2 separate regions of the Sus scrofa genome follow, and region 1 is linked to region 2. A link is a contact called in public Hi-C data. All regions are on one chromosome and are shown on one strand. Each heading gives the region's core, a stretch centred on a gene start, on an enhancer-like site or on the middle of the called end of the contact. The rest is flanking DNA. Distances are from core to core; before and after follow the strand shown. Region 1 holds the start of VGLL4 (transcription cofactor vestigial-like protein 4). Region 2 overlaps ATG7 (autophagy related 7).

Region 1 (2,700 bases), core at 119-2,618, 350 kb before region 2:
CACACTGACCCAAAATGGAAATCATTTAGCAGCACACAAATGGCAGAGTTGTCATACAGATCAAATGAGATAATGATATGTGGGAACACTTTGTAAACCCCAGAGCCATTTTTATAAATGTGTAGTTGTATTCATATTGCTATCATTATTCATTTGCATTATCTAGCTAGATCATTTTCCTATCCCTCCCGGATTAAGCTGGGTGTCTGTTTACAAGGTGCCCAGCAAGACTGGATTTAAGGCAGGAAGAGAGAAGGAGGAATATGTGAATATTCACCAAATATCTTGCCTGGCTGGTTTTTAGTCCCTGCAACAGCTCTTCAAAGAAAAAACTGCCTCTGTTTTACAGACAAGAAAGCTGAGCTTGATAACATGCCCAAAGTCCCGTAACAAATAGAGGTGCCGTTTGGATTCAAATCCAGGTCTGTCCAAATCCCTTTCTCTGTTGTCATACTTCCTGGATGAAAACCTTCCAGAATGAAATCTTTCCTTTATGATCTTTCACAGGAATTTTTTTTTGGGGGGGGGTCTGAGCCTATTAATGAACTAAAATGGAGTCCAAATAAAAATATCTTAGGGGAGACTAGGAGACTTCCCAGCTTGCATCTGTGAATTTTCATCTGGGGATCAGGAAAACAGGAGCACCTATGCTTGGGTCAACCTGTCACTTGGGCTGTTCTGTCTACACTGGCCCTGTGTGGACCAGAGGAGAGAGCTTTTCGGGGTGGGGTGGGGGGGTTCACCCAGGGTTGCAAGAAGGCTGTGCTGGTTCAGGTAATGCCTCTCTGTGGTTTAGGTAAACCCAATCTCACTGTAAAATGGAACTATTAGTACCTGTCCTGTTCCTCGAGGGCGGCTAAGATCAAATGAGATAATAGGCCTTGACTTGATAGAACTGGATGAGGTAATAGATGGGGAAGGCATTTTCTCCCAGCACTAATATAAGCTGGTATTTGTTTTTGTTATCATTTCCCTCTCAGCAGAGCCTTCTGCCAGGGAAAGCCCTATAGTAGGAGCTCCTAAGAGTGACTGAGGCTTGAGAACAGCCAGAAGGCAAGCAACATGAAGCCATTTAAAGCAAACCAGAGGAAGTCCAGTGCTTGACTATTTATTTTATGAAGTTAGGGGCTGGATATGTTAAGCAAATGTTTTTTTAATTGTGGCAGTATGAGAAAACAATGGGGCAAGGGCTGCGGGGGACCGACCGGCAGTGTCAGGCCTCCACCCCTCCTACTCCCACCCCAAAATCTCTAGAGAATGACAGGAAAAATTAAAGACGGGGCTTTTCTTTTCGTGGTCACATGTCTACGCTGCTGCTGTAATAAGAACCTGCACCAATTAGAAATGTTTCACCTTCTCCTCTCCGCCCCTCCCCGGGCACACTTCGGAGCAGACCGGGTTGTGGACTCCAGGAGTTTGCCAAACACAGCAAACACTGGTGTGTGAGCGGCTGGAGGGGCTCTTTCCACTCTGATCTGTCTCCCTTTCTCCTCTGTTCCCTCGCGTCCACACTGTTTTGATTTACTAGGACTTCCTCCTCCGGGCGAGGGAGGGAGGGGGTTGGAAAGGCGCTGCCGAGCGCCTGGGGTGTGTGTGTGTGTGTGTGTGTGTGTGTGTGTGTGTGTGTGTGAAGTGTGGAGTGTAAAATGCTGTAATGGGAGGCAGCCGAGAGGCATCTGAGTGCCTGGGACTGCAGCGGCCCTTCTGATCGCGGTGGCACCTGAGCACACACTTCCCCAAGCAAGTGTGACCTGTCCCTTCAGGTACGTGTGGCCGCCGGCCTGGCTGGGCAGGGTGTGTGCGGGTAACAAGCGGTCGAGGCAGTGCCCCAGGTCGGTGGCCTATGGAGCGTGGAGCCCAGGGAGGCGGAAGACGCCTGTGTTTGCGGCGCTCCGGCGGCTGAGCGAGTGTGAGCATCGACCCCAGGGCGCCCTTCCAGGGGCCGCTTTGTGAACAGGTGTGTGTAAGAGGCGGGGACGCGTGCGGGTCTGTAGCCGAGCGCCGCGAAGGTGCTGCAGGTCCGGCTCCAACGCGCCGGCACTTGGCCGGCTTCGTGGCCCTTAAGGGGCCGCGAGCCCAGCGGGTCCGGAGTCTGGCTCGACCGTGGATGTCGTGCTCACGTGTGCTGTGTCCCCCGGGTGCGAGAGCCTACTGTGTGCGTGGGGGGCCGTGCCTGGCGCGCACCAGAGGTTCGCCTGTGTTTGTGCGTGTGCACCAAAGGTGCGTCCCCGCTGCCTGGGCCTTTGGGATCTGGCATGTGTCACAGGCTGGTACAGGCAACGCGCGCTGGGTCCGCGCGCTCCCCGAGCGCAGCCCAGGGTCTCCGCCGACATTGGCTGCAGGAGAGCGTCGGCACCCGCGGGCTGGGTGCGAGCCAGCTGCCGCGCGGCGGGCGGGGGAGGGGAAACGAGCCTCTGTCGGGCGTGTGAGGCCCCACCCCCGCCTCCCTGAAGGCTCACCTGGACCCGGCCCCCACCTGCTGGGCGGGAGGGGCGGGCCCGGGGGCGTGGCCTGACGGGCCCGCTGAGCCCGGCGGAACCCGGGTGAGGGCGGGCGGCGCCTCATTCCAGGGATTCCTCTCGCTCCCGCGCTCGCGTCCGCGGCGGAGCCGGCTCGGCGCGCGCTGCCCGCGTGTGCGTGTGGGTGTGCGGAGGGGGCGGTCGTGCGGGAGCGCGGGCGCGAGGGCGCCTGCGCGTCTGC
Region 2 (2,700 bases), core at 75-2,574:
AGGAGAATTAATTCTTAGAATTCTGAGCAGGTCAGTGTTTCCTCCAGTGCCAGCTGTATACAGCAGGGCCACAAGATACGAAGTAGCTGATCAAGAGACTACACAGTCTCAGAGTCGCGTAACAAAACCCAGTGATGGATCAGCCCATGTACCTCCCTTTACTTACTACAGTTGAAGAAAGTAAGTCCTCAGAGAAAGGGGGCTGCTTTCCTAAAGCTAAACAGAGAGGTCATTGCGGGGCTGGGGCTGGCTGCAACCTACATCCCCCAAAGTCTCACCCAGGAGAATGTGGGAACAGTACCAAAGAAACTCAGCAAGGATGCCTTCCTAGGATCTGCAGGTACATTTCTGGGGCTTCTTGAAGCCCATGAAATTGTCGGCAAAATTGTGTGTGCCTTCCATTTGGGGGAAGGGGAGCAGGCTTTCATCCGTCTGGACCAGTTGACTTAAAAAAATTAAGAACCACTATGTCAAGCGTTGGGCTTGGGGAAAAGGCTACAAGTGAATGAGAGTAATTCCAAATTAAAAGGAACCCAGATTCTCAATAACCTGAAGACTGTTCTTGGGCCAGGCAGCCAGTAGAACCATCTAAGGAGAACACAGCCCTAAATTTTCTAGCCTGGATGGTAAAAGAGATTCTATAAGGAAAAAGGCATGTGTTTAGACAAGGGAGGCATGTCTTTGTGACTTCAGGTGACAGAGGCAGGAGTAAGGAGCATGAACCTTAATGACTGATTAGGTGGCCTCAGAAGACAGGTCAGAAGTAACCAGTAAGGCTGAGTTCTCTGGAATTCCAGAAAAGGTTTTGGTGGTAGTAGTCATCATGAACCATGATGGGAGGTTTCTGCAGCTTCTCAAAGCCAAGACAGCCTTGACTTTCAATCAGGCCTTTCACTATACCTGCTTCTGAACAGTGAGCCCAGAAAGGGTGCCACACACCCTGGGAGACCCAACGTGATCACAGGGGTCTTTGTTTTCCTCTTATTCCTAATGTCAACATCAGTCCCAGGAGTGGGCAAAGGCCTTGGTACTTGGTCACGGGGAACTGGATACACGTCAGCCATTGCAATTTCCCTGGGAAACAGAAAATATTTTCCCCACTCTATGGATGAGGAAATTGAAGCAAAGGGAGAAATGTCCAAGGTTTTTCAAGGAGGTGAAGAGCCAAGAGCTCTGAGGTTAGAGCTTGTAGCTAAATACTCCACACTGGCTCTGGATGGATATTCCATCTTCTTTTGGGAACCAAGCGGTTCTGGAGATGGGGGAAACACTAGTTGCTAAGGACAAGATGTGGGATAACAGTTTACACCACACAATCGTACATATGGAATCCATCACACATTAAAACAGAAGACTTGAGCTCTCCCTGGGTAAATGAGATAGAAAAAGAGAACCTGGGGGTTACTCATCATTTTCCAGATCAGAGATTTATGTGCCTTTTGGAAAAGAGAAGGAAAATCTGGCTGCAGCCCAGTTTTGAGCAATATTTGCCACTGAGAAGCTGTATGCAAAAATTCCTGGCACAAGCTTTGGAGAGCTCTTCCGATTGGGCTCCAGCCAGTCCTTGTAAATGATTGAGATTTAAAACCCTATCAAATCAGAGCAGAGAGTATCCTTGAGGCAGCCCCATAAACCCCTCTCTCTAAAGCTCATTTCAAACCTACAATAGGAATGTTCAGAGAGGACAATTATCTGCACATACCCATGAAATACAGATTTTTTTTTTTTTAAGCCAAGAAGGGTAGATATCCACATCTAACAATAATCTGAGTGGCTGGAATGTAGTTGATTACTTCTTTATAGTTAAATATATTTTTTGATTTTTCTGCAATGAAAATGCATTGCTTGTGGAATAAAGAATTAAATAAAAGTAAGTAAAGGAAATATAAACGCTAGTAACTTTGAGCATCAATAGAGAGCCAGGGCTTATCTCATCCGACTGACTCATTTAACAAAAGAAGAAAGGGAGGCGGGCAGACGGGGATGGGGGGGTGCACCTTGCTTGTGGCCAGCAGGGGATGGAGAGCCAGGGCCTGGAAATCCCCTGACTGCCTTCCTGCACCCCCCAACCCTTGGGGCCTCCCCTCCCCAACCGCTACAGCTGCTGGATTCCTTAGGCTAGGAAACCCCCTAAGCCTGTGCTAGGTGAGAAAGTTTTACATGGAATTATAAAATTCAAAATAGCAGCCTTAAGTGTTAGAAAAAGTACGTCAGACTCCAGCTCAAGAAGAGCTGAAATCAAAATGGCACTCGCCAAGACAAGAGGACAATTAGAACTGAATTACGTGACCCAGACTCTGTCACAACTGCTACACAGGACAATGGCATCAACACTGTTTGCTGGCCTCTGGCTATCAAACACATGACCCCCATGCCTGGGGGACCTTCCTCTTGCCCTCTCTCCCATGAATTTCTACAAATTCCTATTCATCCTCTAGCATTGACCTAGAAGACACTGCAAGGCCTCTCTGGTCTTTCCCATTCACAAAGTCAATAGTACAGGATACCGGACCAAGAGGATGGACCCTGCCTGCAGAACTTAACAGAGTGTTAGGGAGATGTTGGTTTATAGGTCTTACTCTCTAGACAGTGTTCTTTGAGGGCAGTGGCTACTTTAATCATCTTTGTATCTGGGGCATACAGCAGACATTCAAATGTCAGTTGAAAAATGAATGTGTGCTAACAGATACACAGTAAGAG

The links. Hi-C and Micro-C count contacts between places; a contact is called where the count stands out from the background.
Region 1: a contact with region 2 is called in a Hi-C map of fetal skeletal muscle, with 2.1 times the contacts expected there. The contact joins the promoter of VGLL4 here to the enhancer-like site in region 2. A contact is called at or near these places in 7 of 47 Hi-C or Micro-C datasets (alveolar macrophages, embryonic fibroblasts, epiblast stem cells and 4 more).

The regions. Positions count from the first base shown.
Region 1 is chr13:67,871,787-67,874,486 of Sscrofa11.1, reverse strand. It overlaps VGLL4 (transcription cofactor vestigial-like protein 4), which reads left to right and starts at 1,368. Exons shown (of 7, transcript XM_021071114.1): 1 at 1,368-1,438.
Region 2 is chr13:67,522,680-67,525,379 of Sscrofa11.1, reverse strand. All of the region lies in intron 18 of ATG7 (autophagy related 7), which reads right to left. Among named protein-coding and RNA genes, the nearest start is that of ATG7, 110 kb to the right of the region's middle. Within about 2 kb of position 1,324, at least 6 of the 83 cell types and tissues checked have an H3K27ac peak or open chromatin away from gene starts, as enhancers often do. A contact at or near this core is called in fetal skeletal muscle, where this site is marked.